3 separate regions of the Mus musculus genome follow, and all the other regions are linked to region 1. The links are chromatin contacts, called in public ChIA-PET maps. All regions are on one chromosome and are shown on one strand. The core of a region is the stretch at or near the end of the contact, and the rest is flanking DNA. Distances in the headings are between cores, read along the strand shown. Region 1 overlaps Pag1 (phosphoprotein associated with glycosphingolipid microdomains 1). Region 2 has its middle 32 kb from the start of Gm33273. Region 3 has its middle 37 kb from the start of Fabp5.

Region 1 (4,152 bases), core at 861-3,360:
CCAACCCTTCTCCCATCTTGCATGATTCCTCTCCACCCCAGTTTACATTCTACAACAAATGTCATCTATACTGAATATTTAGTGTACTTAAAAATGATTTATATGTGTGTGAGTGCGTGTGTGCATGTGCGTCCACAGGTCATCTGTGTGGGTGCCAGTGGAGGCTGGGAGCCGTCTCAGAGCCTCTGGAGCTGAAGTTACAGGAAGTTTGAGGCACCAGACTCAGTCCTCTAGAAGAGCAACAAGCACTCTTAGTGAGACCCTGCCTCTCCGGGTGGTGGTGGCATTTAATCCCAGCACCTGGGAGGCAGAGGCAGGTGGACTTACACCATGATGGAGGCGGTGATGGGGGAAGAGGAATGGAGTGAGCGATGAGTTTATTCATATTCTAGTGAATATGAATAGTGAATTATAGCTGCTGACTAAGACCAGGACTTCTCAATTATTTTAGCAGACTGAGGTACAAATTCTATTATGTTTTGTTTTTTAACGTTCAATTGTGAGCAGAACATGGGCCACCTAGATGCATATTTATGGTTGCTCTTTGGATATCATAGTTTCTGAGTGTTTCTTTCTTCTGGTGCAGAATCAGACATGACATCATATTAAGATACAACTATTCTTTCCCTGCCAGTTGTCGTGAGAGAAAGGCTGCCTTTGCTTGCAATCCATGCAGCTACATTGTTATTTTCTTATTTTAAAAACAAATCTAAAAATATCAGGAGGCACACAGTCATGGGTTATCTTCCTCTAACCCAACTCCAGGTCTTCTGTGTCAATCACACAAAGTGGGAGGGCCAGGCTTCCTGGGTAAGTGACTTCCTTTGTTCCAGCTTTCACTCCCTTTCAAGTCAGGCCTCCTCCCAGGCTCTCACATTCACTTCTATTTACATGGAAGTTCTAATCACAAACCTCTTGGCTTCTCTGTCAATGCCCAAGTTCAGAAGACTCTTGAATTAGTCAGAAAGATGAGCTAGGTTTAGTCACCCAAGGCCAATGGCTTTGCATTGTTTGTTTTAATGTAAAATTCTCTCATTACGTATTAGAAAAAGTATTTCAGGGCTGGGGCCACAGTTTGTGGTAGAACACATGTATGACATGCTCAGGGTCTAAGTTTAGTCCTCGTATCACACATACAGTCAAATAAAATCAACCTCCATTTTCTTCTACTCCTGATGAGTAAAGAGCCCGACTTAAAGCTGAGCAGTAGGAGCAGTGTATAACTGCCCTGTCAGAACAGCTTGGGCAGGAGGGAAGAGTCGTCCAGGGGCAGCGGTGATTGAGACAGTGCTGCTATTGCAAATGTAGACAGACATACTGATTAAATCGGGCAAAACTTACTATCCACGCTAGCAAACCCATATGTTTATATCCCTTTATTTACACTGTCAATTGCCTTTTAACAGAAGTGTGAATATAATTCAATGGAGAAAGAATAGTCACGTTAGGAAACAGGGCTGGATATGTAGTAGTCACATACAAAAGGAGAGAGTGAACCCTGAACTCACACCATACTAAAGTTAAGTTGAAACATAAGAGATGAAACCACAGAAACTACTAAAAAGGGAAACGGTAAGTCTCCATGAGCTCAGATCTGGCCAAAGAAGCTACTGATATGATGCCAAGTACACAATCAATAAAATATAACATAAAAAGACGTGAGTTTTAGAGAACACTATACATATTAAAGATGACATCCCAAAGAAGAGAAATAGGTGCAAACCACCTGATAAAGAAGTTGTAGCCTGAATATATAAACACCTCTTAAAACACAGTAAGATATCCAAACCCCAAAGGAGCAAAGAGTCTGAATAGGCATCTCTCCAAAGGAACTTATAAACTAGCCAGTAAGTCCACATGTGGCCAATGCCATCATCAAAGAAGTGCAAGTGTCAACCACCGTGAGATGCTGCTTCATATCCTCCAGCTAAAACAGTAATGTGTGCTGGCGGGAAGGGAAGAAGTCCAAACGCGCAGACCCTCTGCTAAGAGTGCAAGACGACCATCCACTTTGCAAATAGTCTAGATGTTCTCAGGAAGTGCTAACCACAGAACTGTCACTATCTACTCCTAAATATATACAAAGAGAAGCGACCACAGAAACTCCCCAGAAGCACAGAGGTTCATAGAACCATGATTTAAATAGCTAAAACCCAGAAATAACCTAGGCGTCCATCAACTGGTGAACAGAAACTAAACTGTCAAACGCATACAGAGTATATTAGTCACACCCAGAGTGGGATGTCATTGACACAGGGTCAACATGGATGTACTTTGAACACACGGTAATGGAAAGAAGCCGGTGACTCTATATATTAGGGGATCCCATTCACAAGAAACGTCCACAAATGGTCAAATAAAGAAAGCTGGCTGCATAGAGAAGGAGTGACTGCTGAGAGCTGGGGAAGATGGGAGGTAGAAACTGTGGTGAAGGGTGATGGAAGTGGTCTATGAAGCATGTGTGTCCCGCTCTATGGTAAGCCCACCAACTGCATCATTTAAGTGGATGGATTGTATGTCAAGCAAATGATAGCTCAGTAAAGCTCTTACTAAAGAAAAAAGAATATTCCAAAAGATGCAGATATTCTACTATTTTCCAAATCACTCTCAAAAAAAGGTGGCAAACCCCAGTGTAACTCTAGCTACATCACTAGAACACTGGGCTTCAGGACAGAACATTGTCATGATCTGTCCTCAGCAGAATCCTCACGTGAGGTCTTAGTCGTTCTTTGGGGCTCCTTTCTCTGTGTGACTATCTGTACATGTGTACACTGCAAACGAAGACTGACTTAAACTAATCCAAACCTTTCAACTTAATATCTCCTTCTATCCTGTGGGACTTTGGGGCTCCTGAAACGAGCTGTCTATCCATCCTTCTGCGTCTGTGACTACTGAGCCAGTGGAACACGAGGCACCTGCTTTACTGAAGGTTTCCTCGGGACTGGCAATAAGTTCTGAACATTGGTGAGTGATGCTCCCAGGAAGGTCCAAATAAGAAAGAGCTTATGATATGCCTAAAACTCACCTGAAAGCTTGCTCCATCTAAAGCCACTCAGAGCAGTGGGAGTGGCACCTGTGGTGTGAGATCTGCCTGGCTCTGCAGGAAGTCATCCCAATGGTCAGGCCCAGACAGTAGCATCTCAGCCTGGGAGACTACAATTGAACAATCAAATTCCACCAGTACTGAGCAAACCTCCGCTGTCGATGGGAACAGGTGGGTGTTAGTGGGGCACATTTGCTTTGGTTACAACCGATCCAGTTTCGGGGAAGGCAAGAGGATGTATGTGAGAAAAAGTGGTGAGTTAGGAAGACAAGAGGAGACTTCCTGAGGTGACAGTTGAGTTTTCTGCCCCCCACCCCTGTGGCCCCCCCTTGGGTAGTTCAAAGGCAGTTCTCCACTGCATGTGGCTGGCCAAAGGTGGTGCAGACCCTGACTTGTGTTGTCTTGCATACCATCCTTTATACAGAAAGCTTTTTATCAGTCACAGCAGCATTTTAATCAGTCCCAGTATCCTGCCATATCAGCTTGTAGCTGAAACGAAGTGTGCGTTTCCTTCCAGTAGGCCTGGACTAAGCCCCAGCTCTCTTTCCTGAGCCATTTGCATTATTATACTGCTTACACAGTTTCCGTGACAGTTCTGCCTTGGGGTACTCAGTTAAAGGTCAGGGTGCTCCCCATTCCTGCTCTGTCTGCCATTTGTTATGTAGCCATCTTTCCTTATGGTGTTTCACCCAGATGAGGCCTAGTGTTGACTAAGGATTAGGATAAAACCCCAAGAGCCTTTTGCCAAGAAGATAGCAATTTAATAGTCAGCTCCCCTGAGATATGCCTACTAAGTCAGCCATTAATCCAGTTAATTATACACATCCCCAATTTGTCAAAATGATAAATGTCAGCAATTTGATAGATTTTTGGTTAAAAAAAAAAGGTCATAAACTATTGCATAATACTTCTCATTAGTTCACTAGCATTTAGTGATGGGTTTAACAAATTAACAATAAAACAGGGATCCCCCACCCAGAATAGATACTTCTGTCCATTAAATTAGAACATTCAGTTCTTCTCAGCAATCAACCCTAGCTGTGTTCAGTGGCTCAGCAGTACAGCATCAGCTACAGATAAAGTAACGGGCTGCCAAGGACTGCAGTGTG
Region 2 (4,159 bases), core at 239-2,738, 160 kb after region 1:
TCATTAGATAGCCATTCAGCCTTGGTGGCTTCTCTGCGATTATTTTACTGCTATTTACAACATTTGCAGAACTGAGGGGAAAATGTCAAATAAGCATTTGATGTTTTTCCTCATCTCTCCCTCCAAGGGACATTGCTTTGTAATTTGTTTAGCATCTTAGTCAGCCCATTAACCTTTCACCCTGGACACAGAAGATGGGTTCGATGGTTTAATTCTGTTCCCTGAGGAGTCTATAACCACATCGTAAGCTGCAGCATGTTGGACATTAATTTGGATGTATTTTCAGTCACGTCCAGATTCAGGATAATGGAAGTATAGAAAATATGAACTTAGTCCATCTGTGAGGATGCTGACTTTGCAATCGTCGCATTGATTTCTGTTGATAGGAATGGTATGTACTGGCACTGGGGCTTCAGCAGTAAACTACATTTTATTTTATACTTAAGACTTATTTCCTTTTCTTAAAATCATTTCCTAAAATTATATGTATTGGTATGTGCGTATGAACGCAGGTGTCGTAGAGGCCAGAAGAGCATGTCATATACCCTGGAGTTGGTATTACAAGTGTATGTGAGCTTTCCAATATGGGTGCTGGAAGTTGGTCTTGGGTCCCCTGCAAGCGTAGTGCATGCTCTTAACCACCGAGCCACCGAGCCACCGAGCCAGCCGTGTTCTGGTTTGCTTTCTGTCGCTGTGTTAAAGCAGTTCATTTTATCTCACAGTCTCTGTTATAGTCAGTTGCTGAGGCAGGAGCTGAAGTGGAGGCACTGGTTCTCACTGGCTTGCTTCCCTCGGCTTGCACTCGTTTAAATTTATTTATTTATTTACTTTCTTATTTACATCCCACACTCTGCTTCCATAGGATTTCCCCCTCACGGAGTCCTTCCCCACAAAACCCTCCCCTTCTCCTCTGGAGAGGATGGCCCCACCCTGGGTATCCCACCACCCTGGTGGATCAAGTCTCTGCGAGATTAGATATATCCTCTCCCACTGAGGCCAACGAGGCAGCCCTGTCGGGGAACAGATTCCACAGTCAGGCTATAGCTTTAGGGACAGCCTCCACTCCAGTTGTTGGAGGCACCACATGGACACTGAACTGCATGTCTGTTACATACGTGCCAGGGACCTCGTTCCAGCCTGGGTATATTCTTTGGTTGGTGGCTCAGTCTCTGAGAGCTCCAAAGATCTAGATTAGTTGACTCTGTTGGTCTTCCTGTAGAGTTCCTATCCCATTCAGGGCCTTCAATCCTTCCCCCAACTCTTCCATAAGAATCCCCGACTTCCATACAGTGTTTGTCAGCCTGCTCTTTGATACACTCCAGGACCATCTGCCCAAGGGTGGCACCACCCACAGTGGGTTGGATCCTTCCATAAAAATCATTAATGATTAAAGGCCCTGCAGACTTGTCTGCAAGTCAAGCTTATGGAGGCCTTTTCTCAACGGATGTTCCCACTTCCTAGATCAAGCTAGCTTCTGTCGAGTTGCAAAAAAAAAAAAATCAAATCAGCATCAAATTCACACGGAGCCGCGCCTTTCCTGTGTGTGATTGCTACTGATTTCCTGTGCATATTTTCTGAAAGGCTTTTTGAGTACTCTTGGCTCCTCCAGGTGCTGTGATGTTTGGGACTTGGCGTTTAGGGGACTTGGAGTTTAGGGGACTATTTCAAAAGTCAGGAACTAATTTTCTGAAAAGAAGGGCTTGTGCAGAAAGCCACGTTTTGTTTTCTGTTGCCCCTTGCACCTCTGGACTCAAACCTGAAAAGCAGGAAAAGCTTTAGTAAGTTCACTCAGTTAAGTGAGAAGCTTAGCCTGGGAGAGCAGCTTATTAAGTGAGAAGCTTAGTCCGGGAGAGCAGCTCATTAAGTGAGAAGCTTAGTCCGGGAGAGCAGCTCCTTGTGCCAAGCTTCTAGCTGCCACCTGGGCCTCAGCCTCACCTCTGCACTTGTCACCACACATGCTGCTTAGGGATCAGGTTAATTCCTTTCTGGAACTGACTGGATCTACCTCTCCCAGACTCCTGCCACCATGGAGGTGACCCTTGATGACCTGAGTTTCTTCCGACACTATGCGTGCCCTTGCTTAGCTGAGTTTTACACTGATCTTATAATCAGGCCAATTTCTTTCATCACCCTTGTAATTGATCAAAAATTTATCTTCAGGCTAATCTGAGCCTGGATGAGCAGGAGCAGAAGTTGAGAGGAAACGCGTGTGCAAATCCTGCATGGTTTCTCAGTTGTTGTTTTATGGGAGTGATAGTTTTATTAGAAAGCATATATATATATATATACATATATATATATATGTCTCTCATTAAGTTGTGATTTGTTCTGTGAAATGGAAGTGTGTGAGGATGGAATATAAAATAAGCTAGGTGGGCTTGGTAGTTTGTGTAAGGATGTCATCTGATGTGCTTGGACTTGCTTTCACTTGTTGCCACAGGGTGGGCTGGTACCCAAGTGGGGCTTCCCCTTCTCTGAGGAGAATGGGAGCGGTAATGAGGGAGAAATGTATGAGGATGAGACTCAGAAGAGAGGAGGGAGGGGGCTGCAATTGGGATGAAAAGTGAATAAATACATAAATTAATAATAAAAAGAATGGCTGCCTGTGGATCCAGTTGGAGAGCTCTCAACTGCCTCTCCAGCACCATGGCTCCATGTGTGCCACCATGCTCCCTACCATGATAATGGACCAAACTCCTGAAACTGTAAACAAGCCCCAATTAAATGCCTTTCTTTCTGAGAGTTGCCATGATCATGGTGTCTCTTTACATCACTAGAATAGTGACCAAGACACACGGTCTCAAAGTTTGCTTCTGTGTGTTTTTGAAAACTGAATGAAAGAAGCTCCAGGATACTCTTGGTACTCTGTATGTCTGTCTGTCTGTCTCTCTCTCTGTCTCTCTGTCTCACTCTGTGTGTGTCTCTCTGTGTTTCTCTGTCTCTCTGTCTCTCTCTGTGTGTCTCTGTGTGTCTCTCTCTGTCTTGCTCTGTGTCTCTCTCTGCCTCTCTCTGTGTCTCTGTCTCTATGTCTCTGTTCTCTCTCTCTCTCTCTCTCTCTCTCTCTCTCTCTCATTCTCTCTCTCTCAGAATAGAAGGTTGGTGTAAATGGGAAGGAGGGAAGAGAAGCAATGGAAGAGAATGGATGTCTTTTAAGAAAGGACAAAACAATTATATACAGTGGTAGGCAGACCATTGCTCATGCTGAAGACAGGGGCCATGCAAATGCTTGCACGAATCTGCAACACCCAGTAGTTAAAACTGATAGAATATTCTCCATGAAAAAAAAATCCAGTTTCATAATTGTTTTCAAACTTGTTATTCATGCTAACCAGGAAAACAGAATTTGGCTTAGGAATGTATATGTAAGCCATTTAATATACAATCTTCTTACTTTAAAGACTTGGAAACCGAGGCACAGATAAGTGACTTAAGATCCATCATTTACAGAACTGGTACGTGATTAAATAGCTTCTAATTTCACTGTCCAGCCTGAACCAGCCATCCAAAGCTATCAAGCTATCTGCAGACAATCTCAGACTCTGTGTAGATTTATGTTAAGAGGCAAAAGGGACTATGAAATTGTGATAAAGTTAAAACTGGTTCTGGGCTTCCTAGCCACCATGGTCCCCTGCTGGTACCTAGATAGCACCCTGACTACTGTGACACTTTCCCCTGAGTGGTCAGGAACATGAATCTTTCCTATTTATTCTTCACAGTCCCCAGGGAACCTCTCTCAGGAATAATAGTCCAAACTTTGAATTTCTTATTTTCAAGTTCAGCTATGAACTACTATTTCTAAGACCTCTTCCAGGTGTGAAACTATTTCTCTTTTTAAAGTACTGTTCTAATAAGAACTATTGGAATATTTATATATGTACCATTTTGGTTCCTAAATGACAATAGGCAGTTTCCCAGCTTTATCAAATCCACTGTGTGAGAAGCCGCCCTCACATTCACCATTACAAGATGGCGCCACATCCTGTGTTCTAAGTAGTAAACAAATAATCTGCTCATGCGCCGGGGTATTTTTCCACTCCATGTGCTCTGCCTTCCCCGTGAGGACAACTCGGTCGATGGGCTGCAGCCAATCAGGGAGCGACACGTCCGAGGCGGAGGACAATCCTCCATAAAAGGGACGGGGTTTTGCCATTCGCCCTTC
Region 3 (4,131 bases), core at 297-2,796, 220 kb after region 1:
CTCTGTGGAGCTGTCCTGGGTGTAGTAAGCGCCTGGACTTGACAGGGTGTTGAAACACATTATTATAGGTAGAGAATAAGATTAAGTGTGCTTGGGAGAAAGTAAAATTTTTTTTTCTTAGATGTACAGTTGAATCCCAGAGGAATCCCACCCTCTGGAATAATAAGTAGTAAGAGGGAACTTTGGGCAGATGGACTTATCTGAGTGGAGTCTATCTGGTCCATGAGAGGTAGATCTGAGTGGGTTTCCTCCAGCTTATAAATTTACAAAAGAGATAACAACAAGAGTTAACACCATGAATAGTCTTTAAGATGAGCCTTTTGTGAGTCAGAAGGAACAAGAATCTGTGATTAAAAAGTTGGATAGTATAGTGGAATGTTGTGTTAGAATTAGGCAAGTTTATAAGAACTTGAATAATATTAGGGCAGTGGCATAGCAAGAAGAGGAAACATGAAGCATTTAATGAATGGAAACAGAGTTTAGGTAAGGAGATAACAGATGACATCTGGGGAAGCTTTTTCTAGCTGTCAAGCTACAGTTAGCTTAGCTGTCAGTGTAGTCGGAAGTGTGAGAAAGAATAATCTACCAGTCATATTATTTAAAAAATGACAGAGTCCACTAGCTAAGAGTCCCCGTGCTCTCCACGGTCTCCATGGCAACATGGGCAGTCAGTCTGGCTTTCAAGAGCAGAAGACACAGGGCCTTTTCTCTGTGGAATGGATAAGTGTGATATGAGAAATGGTTTACCTTGATTTAGCTAAGTCATTTGACTCAGAGCATCCACTTTTGTCCACTGCATTTTTCAGTTATTATCATATCACAATCTCAGCAGTATCTTGTAGTTGTGTCCTCATCTTCTGAGACCTGGTGGGGTTAACTGTTAGAGGCGTCGGGAATTCTGTCTGTAATAATCTTAATAATTAGCAGACTTCTGATAAGATGGAGGGCTATATCGATTGGTTATATCTGAATAGAGCACACTATCATTCAATGGCAGTAGTAAAAGACACCATCGATCAAGACAGGACAGGAATGAAAGTTTAAAGCTGGCAGGCAAGCCGTGGGAATGGTTAGTCTGCGGAGCGAGGGAGTGGCTGGTGCATGCATGTACGTGTGCAGTTGAGGTACCAGGCGTGCACTCAGGTGGAGTGGAACGGGTACATAGCCTGTAGCCCTGAGTACAGATTGCTAGGAGCCACGATAATGGCGTGTGCGCTCCTGCTGCTGAACGGGCGGGGTGGTGGTTGCAAGCTGCTGCAGCAGTGGGAACAGTGTGTCAGGCAGCAGTGGCTCTAGGCAGAGGCAGCAGGAAGTCTGTTTACTTTGACCGGGTATGGGGTGGGACTTCCTACTAGCAGCCAGAAGTTGTGGCCCAGTGCTTCGGCAGAAGGAGTCCGTGGTGGGTGGGGGACGAGAAGCCCCCAAAGTAGTCTGTTCTGTATTCCAGCGACCTGCACGTTATTCTTGTGGCGCAGCTAGACATCATTTTATAAGTCCCCGGCAGGAAGGGAGAGAGAGAAAGAGAAAGAGGGAGGGAGGGAGGGGCTCCCTAGTGTGCTCTCGCAAGTGGGAAAGCAAGTCTCACAGATGGGGGCCCTGGCAGGACGCAAGGGGTGGGGCCAGACCCATTTTTTTAGGTGAACTGGCTGAACTAGTGGCTGCAGCAGACTGCAAATGAGGGAGGGGTAGGGGAAAGAGACTATGGGTCCCTAGAGAGAAAGTGTCAGTCTAGTTGCCATGCAGATATTGCTTTAGACCAAGACATCCCACTAAGACTGACCCCAAGTGAGAGAAAAGGGTTATTAACTGCCCCTACCAGTGTCCTGAGGGCATTAACAACCCAAGAGAGATTCCAGCCTAGGCCAGACGGCCAGGTCATCACGTGGGGGCCTGAGGGCTAATGCTTGGCGCCCGTGCTCCTGAGCCAGAGAGAGCAGTTTACCCAAGCCTGGAAATTTCTCAGCAGAGAGAAAGAAACTGTCTCAAAAGGAGAGGGAATCTCACCCAAGGGAAGAAGTCCTAGAATGAGGGCCAGTGAAAGACTGACTGTCTCCCATTCTCAAAGACAACAGAGGGGTAGCTCCGAGCTCAAGAACTCTTCCCTGGGATCATGCTGACAGTAACTCTGACCTGTTCTGAGCTAGCCAGCATGAATCTCCATGTAGTAGCTGGGGTGGCATGCAAATCTGCAGAGTTCCTAAATCTGAGTCATGGCACCATATGGCCTGTTTGTAAAAAGCTGAAGAGACCTTGGGTGCCAACTGGACGGATGGTCCGGAGCTCCCCAGAGGACTCTCCACGCCGAAGGCGCTCTAGCACATCCAGGATCTTAGAATCACTGACCGTGACGGGCCTGTGATAGCAGGAGCAAGGACACAGGAGCCCTGCCTGACCAGCAGTTCAGGTTCCTTCTGCTTAGTGCTGGTACACCTTGGTTTCAAACACACAAGACAGCCCCACAGTCTCCAGAAGAGACTCCACTTCCAAGTACTGTAACAGGCCAAGGATCTTAGGATTCCAGGATCACAGCATCCCAGGAGCTTGGTCACACCAGGATCTGAGGGTCTCAGAGGAAGCTTGACTGCCAAGAACTCTGACACACCCAGAATCTCAGGTTTACAAGCTCTGGAATCACAGGATCACAGAGAAAGCTGGACTCTGAGGAGTCCTGAATCAACTGGAATTACAGGAAGGACAGGCTCCAATCAGATATATTGAGGGCAGCAGCACTTGAGATAATCAGATGGCAGGAGGCAAACACAAGAACAGAAGCAACAGAAAGCAAGGTTACTTGGTGTCTTAGTCAGGGTTTCTATTCCTGAACAAACATCATGACTAAGAAACACGTTGGGTAGGAAAGGATTTATTTGGCTTACACTTCCATACTGCTGTTCATCACCAAGGAAGTCAGGACTGGAACCCAAGCAGGTCAGGAAGCAGGAGCTGATGCAGAGGCCATGGAGGGATGTTACTTACTGGTTTGCTTCCCCTGGCTTGATCAGCCTGCTCTCTTATAAAACCAAGACTACCAGCCCAGAGATGGTCCCACCCACAAGGGGCCTTTCCCCCTTGATCACTAATTGAGAAAATGCCTTACAGTTGGATCTCATGGAGGCATTTCCTCAACTGAAGCTCCTTTCTCTGTGATAACTCCAGCTGTGTCAAGTTGACATAAAACTAGGCAGTACAATTGACCCCTTGTCAACTTGACACACAAACACATCACTAGTAAGCCTAAACCCTTACATTCTTATTCATCCCCAAGATCTAATAACTTTAAAAGTCCCACAGTCTTTACATATTCTTAAATTTTCAATCTCTTTAAAATATCCATCTCTTTTAAAACCCAAAGTCTTTTTACAATTAAAAGTCTCTTAACTGTGGGCTCCACTAAAATAGTTTCTTCCTTCAAGAGGGAAAATATCAGGGCACAGTCACAATCAAAAGCAAAAATCAATCTCCAACCATCCAGTGTCTGGGATCCAACTCACGATCTTCTGGGCTTCTCCAAGGGCTAGGGGTCACTTCTCCAGCCATGCCCTTTGTAGCACACACATGTCCTCTAGGCTCCAGATGCCTGTACTCCACTGCTGCTGCTCTTGGTGGTCATCTCATGGTACTGGCATCTCCAAAACACTGCATGACCCCTTCAGTCCTGGGGTGTCAATTGCAACTGAGGCTGCATCTTCACCAACGGCCTTCCATGGCACTGAGGCAGTGCTGAGCCTCAGCTGCTCTGTGTGATCCCTTCATGCCTTCAAAACCAGTACCACCTGAGTAACTCTTACACATTATTGAGTCCATCCACAGCACAAGATACAACCTTGGCTATCTCTGGAACACAGCCTCTGTGCTCTCAGAAAGCACTTCCCAGAAGATTTCACCTCAGTGATGCTGGTCTCTTCTTAATCACCACTAATTTCTTAGCTCCAGCTAACCAGCATCAATAGTCCCAGTAATGCAAAGGTTTTACTTTAGTAGTTCTAGTATCTTTTAATTACAGCTGATTCTTCAGCCCCAGCTAACCAGAACTACAGAATCTTCACAATTCAAAATAGCAAGAGCCTTGAAAAGCATCTTTAAATTTCCCTCTGAAATTTCACAAGCCAGGCCTCCATTTTCTGCACTGTT

Evidence for each region. ChIA-PET counts read pairs in DNA pulled down with a chosen protein or histone mark.
Region 2: an RNA polymerase II ChIA-PET map of effector CD8 T cells shows a contact between it and region 1, with 93 read pairs. The contact joins two enhancer-like sites. A contact is called at or near these places in 2 of 484 Hi-C or Micro-C datasets (bone marrow-derived macrophages and nephron progenitors) and 2 of 115 datasets of contacts at active chromatin or transcription factors (effector CD8 T cells and memory CD8 T cells).
Region 3: an RNA polymerase II ChIA-PET map of effector CD8 T cells shows a contact between it and region 1, with 7 read pairs. The contact joins two enhancer-like sites. A contact is called at or near these places in 3 of 115 datasets of contacts at active chromatin or transcription factors (bone marrow-derived macrophages, effector CD8 T cells and pancreatic cancer cells).

What each region holds. Positions count from the first base shown.
Region 1 is chr3:9,753,066-9,757,217 of GRCm38.p6, forward strand. The region is part of intron 2 of Pag1 (phosphoprotein associated with glycosphingolipid microdomains 1); the gene reads right to left. Among named protein-coding and RNA genes, the nearest start is that of Pag1, 79 kb to the right of the region's middle. Within about 2 kb of position 2,111, at least 74 of the 459 cell types and tissues checked have an H3K27ac peak or open chromatin away from gene starts, as enhancers often do. A contact at or near this core is called in bone marrow-derived macrophages, effector CD8 T cells and memory CD8 T cells, where this site is marked.
Region 2 is chr3:9,915,408-9,919,566 of GRCm38.p6, forward strand. No RefSeq gene overlaps it. Among named protein-coding and RNA genes, the nearest start is that of Gm33273, 32 kb to the left of the region's middle. Within about 2 kb of position 1,489, at least 11 of the 459 cell types and tissues checked have an H3K27ac peak or open chromatin away from gene starts, as enhancers often do. A contact at or near this core is called in effector CD8 T cells and memory CD8 T cells, where this site is marked.
Region 3 is chr3:9,973,260-9,977,390 of GRCm38.p6, forward strand. No RefSeq gene overlaps it. Among named protein-coding and RNA genes, the nearest start is that of Fabp5, 37 kb to the right of the region's middle. Within about 2 kb of position 1,547, at least 175 of the 459 cell types and tissues checked have an H3K27ac peak or open chromatin away from gene starts, as enhancers often do. A contact at or near this core is called in bone marrow-derived macrophages and effector CD8 T cells, where this site is marked.